2 separate regions of the Mus musculus genome follow, and region 1 is linked to region 2. Evidence: chromatin contacts called from public HiChIP or PLAC-seq data. All regions are on one chromosome and are shown on one strand. The core of a region is the stretch at or near the end of the contact, and the rest is flanking DNA. Distances in the headings are between cores, read along the strand shown.

Evidence for each region. HiChIP or PLAC-seq counts read pairs in DNA pulled down with a chosen protein or histone mark.
Region 1: a contact with region 2 is called in an H3K27ac HiChIP or PLAC-seq map of embryonic stem cells, with 7 read pairs. The contact joins the enhancer-like site here to the promoter of Tead4 in region 2. A contact is called at or near these places in 1 of 15 datasets of contacts at CTCF or cohesin (the NIH/3T3 cell line), 9 of 484 Hi-C or Micro-C datasets (the AML12 cell line, embryonic stem cells, liver and 2 more), 5 of 115 datasets of contacts at active chromatin or transcription factors (embryonic stem cells, pancreatic cancer cells and stem cell-derived neural progenitor cells) and 3 of 9 other capture datasets (adipose tissue, liver and pancreatic islet).

What each region holds. Positions count from the first base shown.
Region 1 is chr6:128,333,237-128,337,869 of GRCm38.p6, forward strand. Tulp3 (tubby-like protein 3) reads right to left here. Exons shown (of 11, transcript NM_011657.2): 2 at 4,498-4,549; 3 at 1,202-1,361; 4 at 597-773. Among named protein-coding and RNA genes, the nearest start is that of Tulp3, 20 kb to the right of the region's middle. Within about 2 kb of position 1,660, at least 67 of the 459 cell types and tissues checked have an H3K27ac peak or open chromatin away from gene starts, as enhancers often do. A contact at or near this core is called in embryonic stem cells, where this site is marked.
Region 2 is chr6:128,297,783-128,302,505 of GRCm38.p6, forward strand. Tead4 (TEA domain family member 4) reads right to left here and starts at 3,031. Exons shown (of 12, transcript NM_011567.2): 1 at 2,513-3,031.

The DNA of each region.
Region 1 (4,633 bases), core at 410-2,909, 34 kb after region 2:
CCAAAGTGGGCATGCTGACTGTTTATAACCCCTCACATAGGGCAGGGGAGGGTCCCAAGACCCTCAGCTGAGTAGCTAGTCTCTGTCTACCACCTGTTGTAATTGCAAGCCTTGGGGACGCTGGAGGGCAAGGCTCCATCTGTGACACCAAGGGAAGTCCTCACATCTGCTGGGTGAGGCTTTTCAGCTGAGGTCTGTTGGGCGAAGAGCTCCCATTCCTGAGTAGCCCCTCCCCCCATGCTCTGTAAATAAACATTATTTCCACAGAGTGACCTTTGGTGGAGCTGGCCCTCAGTTTGTCACTGGCACCTTAGAAGGTGTTCATCTTGTTTATGCCTCCTCCAGAAAACCATCTGAGTAACAGGCGGGAGTAGGCAGTGGATAATTTTCAGAAGGAAAAATCATATACAATAACCACTAGGCTGTAGTCCACTACCTGCTTTCTCAGACAACAGCATAAACAACAACTGTTGCTAAGCATTCCCCCTTCAATGTCGAAGATGTTGAAACCCCAAACAAGCCTGGGCCACTTAGAATACAAGCCAGTGAGAGAAAGGAGGATGGATACCCCGTCTTAAGCTCTGCACCATCCTCACCGTGTTTTTGGAGAATCTCCTGAAGGTCTGGCTTGGGGGCTGTCTCCTCGGGGCTTTCCCCATCTGCACTCCCTTCCGTGCCTTCTTCTGGGGCAGGGGAGCCCACAGAGAGAACCTGAGGCTTGCTTTCCAAATCCTGAGCCTCTGGCTTAAGGAAAGCAGCTGGACCGTCGATGCCTAGGAGTCCAGAGGAGGAGAAAGGGTGAGAGTTAACCAGAACTGAGCTGGCCGGTTGCGGGGATGTGCTCCTATGGCTACCCAGGCCTGGGACCGATTCTATTAACGAACTTGGCTAACTCAAGCTTTGTTCAGAACCTAGGACTGAGACCAGGAGGTTGGGGGAGTGGCTCAGTGCCAGACAATGTTCATTCATTTGGAGAATTTTGAGGTTTAGTCATTCATTTCAGAAAGTACAATTCATTTTGCATCAGAATCAGTAGTTCTAGGGTGGACTTAAATTTGGAGGCATCTTCCACGTTTTTTTTTTTTTTTTCTCACAAAGACCCAGAAAGCGCCTCAGCATCCCCCCCCCCCCCGCCCCCGGCCTTATCTCGGGTCTGTGAAAACTGTACTTAAGTCAGAGGTGGCACTGTCTAAATACACACCGTGTAGGATGACGTCGCTGCGAGGCATCTGAGGGTCCACCAGAGGCGTGTGCTCCTCACTGCCTCGTGGCTTTAACCTTCGCAGCCTGGCTTCTGGGTTTGGCTGTACCATGAGTGGCTCAAGGCGCTTCTTTCTCTGCTTCTTCTCCAGCAGTGCCCTCTAGAGAGATAATGCGGCATTACAACACAGGGCCTACCCTCTTGGAATAGCTTAGACTATTTTTTTTCTGAGACGGAACGTTCCTATGGATTCCAGACTGACTTACAACTAGTAATCCTGCCCAGACCCCCCAAATCCTGGGATTATAGGGATGCACCCCCTCCCCCTAAGGCCAACCTCAGTTTTGCATTCTTGTTCGGTTACAAAAATTCAAAATCAAATGACCTTGACTGAAGTGGGAAGAAAGAAAAGGCACCTGGGACATTCTGAGCAGAGAACAAAGAGTCTGTGGGTAAAAGCAAGATGAAGAGGCAGGGGGTGGGGCAGGGCATTTGCTTTGTGTTCTAGTTACTGCTGCAGTGCTAAACAACAGAACCAAAAGTAACTTAGAGAAGAGAGGCTTAGCTTCCACTTCCACTCAAGTCTGGACAGGAAACTGGGGGCAAGAGCTAGAGTAGAGGCCTTGGAGGAAGGCTGCTTGCTTACTGGCTTGCTCCTTGTGGCTGGCTCAGTTTTCTCTTATTTACCTCAGGCTAACCATCCCAGGCATAGCACCACCCATAGTGGGCTGCATCTTTTCATATTAATCATCAATCAAGAAAAATCCCACCCCCAGGCTTGCCTACGGTCCAATCTGACGGGAGCAGTTTCTCAATGAGGTTCCCTCTCAAGTTGAGTCCAGCTTGTGTCAACAACTAACCTACACACCCTTTGTGTTCAAAGCCGTGGTTACCAATGAGTTTGGGGGTCGCTCATTTAGTCTCAGCTACTTTGGAGGCTGAAGCAGGAGGATATCTGCCTCTGCCTCCTAAGTGCTGGGATTAAAGGCTTGCGCCACCCGAGCCCAGCACAGGAAGATATCTTGATCCCAGGAGTTCATGTCCAGACTGGGTAACAAGGTAAAGTTAAGTCCCTCCAAACCAAACCAAACCAAACCAAAGCAAACCAAACCAAAGCAAACCAAACCAAACCAAACCAGTAGCAAGATAAAGAAAGCAAGAAAGTCAGGCAGAAAAGCATGAAGGGTCAGGAGAAGGTTCCAGTACAATGGAAAGGAAAGGGCTGGCACATGTACTATTTTTTTTTAAGTTATATTTACTCTGCGCATAAATGTTTTGCCTGAAAGGATGTATGCACGTGCTACAGTGCATGCCTGGTGCCCACAGAGTTCAGAGGAGGGAGTCAGATCTGGAACTGGAATTCCAGACGTCAGGGCTGTACAGTGAGACCCTGGTTAGTTTAAGTTAGAAACACTTTAGGACTGTTAAGTCATTAGGGAGATGGGAACTGGGCTGCATTTCACACCCACTGAGATGCTAGGAGCCAACACTAAGAGCTTGAAGATTAGACGCCTCCTCCTACACTTGGAAACATGAGATCAAATGCAGTAGCTCGAGTGGCTATAATCTTCGGGTGTCCATCTGGGGAGACGGGAGACAGGGACGGGGGAGTCTGCAGAAGCTCCAGCCAGCTAACCTCAATGGCTAGGTGGCTCATGCCACCCACGGCTCTGTCTCAAGCTGGCTGGACAGCTGAGGACTGAGACCCACAGGTTGCCCTATGATTTTCTCACACAGGAACAAACACACATCCACATAAGCCTGGTATGAGATGTGACCGTGCCCCATAAATATGTACAATTATTATGTGTCAATCAAAGATGAATGTGCCTCTTATAACCTGCCCTTGGTTCTTATTCAATAATTAGTCCAGTAAAGGAAACAAACGCAGCTGGGCAAGGTGGAACACGCCTGTAATCTCAGCACTGGGGAGGCTGGAGTCAGCCTGGGCTAGGGTGAGACCCTGTCTCAAAACTCCAACCCGTTCCCACGTCAAAAATAACTAAGTAGCTGGGCAGTGGTGGCGCACGCCCGCCTTTAATCCCAGCACTGGGGACACAGAGGCAGGCTGATCTCTGTAGTTCGAGGCCAGCCAGGAACTGCCATCCAATCCCCCGCTCCGAGAAACTGAGCTGTTTCCCCTGTTGCTTCTCTGCCACACTGGGATGTAACTTAGGGGGCTGCGCTGGCTACTTCTATGTCAGTTTGATCTAAGCCAGAGTCATCTGGGAAGAGGGAGTCTCAGCTGAGAAAATGCCTTTCTTTAAGATGGACCTTTAAGCAAGACTGTAGTGCACTTCCTACAGGGACCCTCACCAAACACCAAACAGATGAAGCTGTTAAATCTTGCACTTTAGTGTCTAAAACTGTGAGCTAAGCAAGTCTCTTTTTTAAAACAATGCACCCAATCTCACGTATTTTGTTATAGCAACAAGAGATAGGCCAATGCAACTTTTACTTCCTTATTTATTATCATTATTATCTTGGGTTACTGAGATATGGTTTCCCTACGTTGTTGGGGGTTGGACTATGGCTATGTATACAAGTGCTAAATTCTAAAACCCAATTCTGGTTGCTATCCAGGCAAGAGCGTCCATCCTCCATTATACCAATTGGCTTTTGTTGTGTAAGCCTTACTCCCCACTTTAAGGCTATTGGTTAATAAAGGGCTAGAGCCTGTGATTGGGCAGAACAGAGAGACTGGCAGAACCTGAGACCTGAGTGAGGGGTCTGGAGAGAGACCACAGGAGTTGGGGAGGGGAGAAGCTGGAGAGAGGAGGCGGAGGCTGCCATGAGACTGGATAGATTATGAGCTCGTGGCCAGGAGAAATGCCCCCGGAGGACAGGCTGATGGAGCAAAAGCAGCCCAGGCGAGACTCAAACAGCAGGGAACAAGGAACATAGAACCTGCCCAATCTAGCTTGCAAATAAACATCAGAGGTTTTTTTGTGTCTTTTATATGGGCTAACTAAAGTAAATAATTCTTTTATCCTCTTTGCTCAGAGTGGCAGTGAACTCCCAGGGAGCTGTCTCAGCCTCTCTGGGGCTGGGATTCCCAGTTAGTGCTACCATGCCCAGCTACAACATTCTTCTAAGCCTTATAGGAGCTAGGGGCTCTTCGCTGATTATTAATAAAACCGTGTATTGCTACCGTCTTCAAGTGTTGGCCCAGCGACTCCTAAGTTCACACAGTATTAATGAGTAACCATTAGTGACCCTGCCCTTCTAGTCCTGCTGTGAGACCCTGACGGGACTTCAGCACCAGCCTGGGCAGTCCTCCAGGAGCCCCTGCTCACCTGATTGTCCAGCTTCAGCTGCCGAAGCCTCAGGGTCTCATCGTCAAAGGCACTGTTTCAAAAACAACAAGAAAGAAAGCACATAAAGACAAAATCACTCTGAAAGCCTATTATTTCATTTTTTTCCATGTATACG
Region 2 (4,723 bases), core at 1,781-4,280:
ACAAGAGAAAATGCCTGCCTGCAAACATCTATCTGTATCACAGGATGGAAGACACCATCCAGATCAGACTGTTACAGTCTCCACACACATTAGATGAAAGTGGTTAGGGTCTCCACACCCAGATACTGGGCTGCACAAAGCAGGAGACATAATCCAACGTGAAGAGCTTGGGTTCCGGTCCCAACTCTGCCACTCAGAGCTTGTGCAATTCTAAACACGTTATGGTCCCTCCCCAGGTCTCAGTTTCCCCACAAAGGGGCTGGGCATTGACAGAGGCTCCAACAGTGCTCAGCAAACATGTCCTGAGGGCAGGCAAAAGTGGAAATGAGAATATGGGAGCTGGAGAATGAGAAGTACGTTACCTGGTGGCAAAGGGAAGTCTCCCCACCAAATGCCCCGTGCCATGGGCAAAATAAATACGATACACGGCAAGGTTTCCCAAAGGGTGCCCAGGGAACCATCACGCAAAATCCGCTAGTCTTACAAGACCCTGGGTCCAATTCTCAACATGGAAAGGGGGAGCAGGAGGGGGTTCGCCAAAGCAAGCTTAGGAAAACATAGGATCCACCATCTCCAGGGGCACCAGGATGTGCTGACAGATGCTTTGGGAACACCGAGTTTTCAGAGCAAGCTTTCTGCCCTGATTTTGGTTACTCACCCCTATCCCCACCCCCCAGGGTTACTCATCAGGAAACGGAGCCCAGGAGCCTTAAAGGTAGTGAATATCAAGATTCCTGCCTGAGTCTGTCTGACCCCACGCCTGTGAGTTTCTTAACCCATGATCTTAACCCATAAGAGTGTCTCTCTCCTAGGCATGGCCCGAGCAGGGTGGAATAGACTATCTAATCTATATCAGCAGGAGAGAAGGAAAGGTAAACACGAGCCCCTCCCCCTCGCTCCTGACAGGGTTCTCTGTTCCTTCCTTCCTTCCAAGAAACCCTAGCCATCACCTAGGAGTTGTGCTAATGAGCGAGAACACTGGTGCCAAGTCTGTCTGTGACTCTCACACCACTCTCCTGTCAATATCCTGGCCTCAGCTACCAAGTCCGAGGCTGCCTCCCCTTCCCAGCTGTCACTAAAGCATTCCCTATAGGGACCACTCACGTTTCCCCACAGAAACAAGGTAGCCTAGCTAACTGTGAAGAACGAGGGGGAAACTGAGGCAGAGGATCATCCAGTTTGGACCCAGTCTGGGTTCCAGAGCAAGACCCTGGCTATTGAGGAATGAGAGATTGTCTCCCCCTCATTGCTTCAAGGTTCCCACAGGTAGCACTGACTCCCCTGTCCTTGAAGACAACTTAGAAACACTACCAACCACTCAACAAATAGTATCCAAAGTGGTCAACTAAGCCTGGTAAATCCGACCTGTCATCCCAGCACTTAGAAGGCTGAGGTGAGACTGCTGTGAGTTCAAGGCCTCCTTGGTCTTTTGCTTCTGTCTCAGGAAAAAAAAAAAAAGTGGCAGGAGAATGAAAGCCACCTCTTACTAAGGTGGACGTATCATGCCAGCCTAAACTGCAGGAAACTTCTGTCTCAAAAGGAAACAACCTAACAAGCTCTTCTCCTTTTAGGGGGTCCACCCCCATAAACATGACCATCCTAGCCCCTAAGGGCAAACAAAGATCTCAGCTTTGCTTAGCCTACCAGCAGTTCCCTAAGGATTTTGCCAGAACAGGATCCACACTCCCTCACAGAGACAGCTGCCTGGAAGGGGGCAGGTGTAGGCAGCTTCCTGCCAGCAATGCTCAACCCAGCAGGGATGGCAAGAGGGGCACCTCCAACTACTACTGTCAAATTCTCCCTGAACACAAAGAACTTGGAGACATTGTCCCCTGCCGCGGTTCTTCAGGAAGAAGTCAGAGCCAGAACCAACATCCTCAGAGCGAGGACTTGGAGAGGAGAGTCCTGGAGAGGAGGCATCGCACACCCACGCCCACTCCGACACTCGGGATTTCAGACAAGCACCTTCTTCAAGTAGCGATGCACACAGGGTCGCGTTTAGCACAAACAAATCCTCCTCCTGGAAGCAAGGTGAGTCACTGCGCACAGATATCTCTTCCTCGGGAACACCCAAAACTTAAGGATGCTGGCGCAGTAATACCTATCTTTGAACTCACTCACTGAATCGGACGGAGTGTGGGTGTGCCTGGAGCCCCCTGACACGTGTGTGCACCGCGGCGCGCGCCCCTGGGCTGCCTGCTAGAGTATAGTGCCTTGGAGTTTGGGAACTCCGGTCCATCACTCCCATCACTTCTCACCGTGGGGAGCAACGGCGTCTCAAACCCTGGGGACCTCTGCACAAGGTCCAGGCAATACACCTCCCTTATGGGCTCTCTTCTCCAGGCAGAAAAGTAGAAAAGGGCCTGGCTGAGGCTCGTTAGTCTCAACTTCAGCCGAGCGACCCTGCTCTGTCCAGCCCCTAGACTCCACCGCCCGCACGTGCCCCACTGGCCCCCTAGTGTTGCCCGGGACCACGCGGGACGCGGGTGTCCTCCGAACTCAGCAGCCTTACCGGTCCCAGGGTTCGGGAGGCGGGGTGGGAGAGCTCGGCCGGCTGCGGCAGGTCCACGCGGGGCGCCAAGTCTTCCAGCCGCGGCGACCGCTGCGGGGCCCCGAGCGCGTAGCTGAGGCCGGTCCCCACCCCCGGGACTGGAGTTTGCAGAGGAGCCCGGCAGGAATGCACGGAATGGGCGCTGGAATGAGACGCGCGCGGCTGGGGAGGGAGCGGAGGGAGTGGCGCTGCCACCCGCACCTTTGGGAGGAGACCGGGCCAGAGAGAGGCTGGGCTCCACGGCTGGGCGGAGCCCGGGAACCGCGGGCGGCCACGGGACAGGACACGGCGGAGACACCCGGGAACCCCGCGGACCCCTCGGCGCCTCTCGCCGCTCGCACCCACACCCCTTGACTCTGATCTACCGATTTCCCGCTCTCATCCAGCTCCCCACACCCCCGGGTTGCGTTGAGTCCTAACTGTCTCTCCACCACCTCCAGCCGAAAACCGTCCCCTCCGCCGGGGTGGGGCGCGCCTCGCTGCGCTCCTGGAGTACGCGGACAGGAGCAGGAAGGGCTGTTCCCTTCCCCGAGGCTGCTACGGAGGACACTCGCTCCGGGAGCAGGAAGCAGGAACTCCCGGCTCTGCTCCCAGATCCGCCACCGCTTTCCCTCGCCAGCCCTCCCCAACATCAGTCTTTCAGTTCTTTCCTTGTCCCTTGGGATCTGCAGAACTGTCACTTCTCAAAGAGCAGGAAAGGAGAGACCAGTCATGGGTCTACCGGATGCTGGGAGAAATAATAAAGATTAGGTCCCAGCAGTGGTTCATAGAGAGCTGGAACTTAGCTGGTTACCCAAGGTACAGGACAGAGTCGCCATGAAGTTAGAAGTCTGAGTTTTAAAGAAGGGTGCCAGATCAATTTAGGAGAAACACGTGAGCTCGGGCTGCGAGTCTTTAGAACCATTTGGCTTAAATCAGTTACTACCTAGCTCCCGCATTCACCTTGTCACTTTGAGAAACTTAAAATCAAAGAAAAGCCTTCACTATTCCCCAAAATCAAACAATCTCTGAAGCACTAGCATTAAGCTTTTATTGGTGTGGCTCTCCCAGCCAGAGCTGGTGAAACAAACTCGGGCCAGCAGTAAATCTCCAGAATTATCTTATCGTTTGCTCAACGCTAACAACGCAAGATGGAGATACACATACTACATGAGGGTAGGGTAGCACGGGGAGACGCTGAAAGAAAGTATTATAAATGTCAGGGTTGTGACCGAGAGAGGCGATCTAAAGAGTCCACGGAAATGCCAGCATCACCACGGGACTGAGTATCTATCCAGCCTCGCAAAGCGAGGACTTTGAAGGATGCAGCCCTCATTTGGATGTATAACTTCTGGTGAGCTTATTAAATGGTGAGTCATAACAAAGCCTGGTCACATCCCATTCACATGAAAAGAACATTGCAAGGCAGCAAGCGTATCTGTGAGCGTGAAGTACAGACTGTCCCACCACTTAATTGGACACTCCTTCATTGAACCTGGTACCAAGCTCAGTGCAGAAACAGACCCCTGCCTTCAAGAGGTTCACTGTCGAAGCCAGACAGTAGTTCATTATTGCAAATCCACATGAATTTGAGAACAAAACCAACAGAATTAATTCAAGGCACTGGGGTGACTTTCCCCAGTTTAATGTCTACTCCCTGTGTGTGCTAGGCAATGCTCTACCAGTGTGCTATGGCCCCAGCCTTGATTCCTTTTGGTTTCTGAGACTGAGTCTACTGAGTTAATCAGGCTGACCTTGAACTCTCTCAGCTGCTCTGGCCTCAGCCTTAGGAATAGCTGGAATTCCATTACAGGTCTCTGCTACCAGGTCTGCGGGGTGACCTTGATCCAGCTCTTGATGGAAACCTGAGTTCACCAACCGCTGTTTCAGGAAGGTTTGGTGTGAAAATAAGAGCTAGTAGGTGCTACACACCAGTGGGGGTCCACATGTGAAACGACAGCAGGACCTGAAAACCAGCATGAACCAAAGACTAAGAGAGGTGAGCCCCAGACTGTGAGGCTCATACAAGCTATACTGAAGATGTGGCCGTCATCAAGGCCACGCAGACTCAGGACTCACTTTCTTGATTCTATCATTAGACCCTCTGATGACAGTATTGCATGCATATGGAGACCCCTGTCCTGTCCTAAATACAAGAAGTGACCCTGTGACTGAATAGAGGCTCAGGATCCA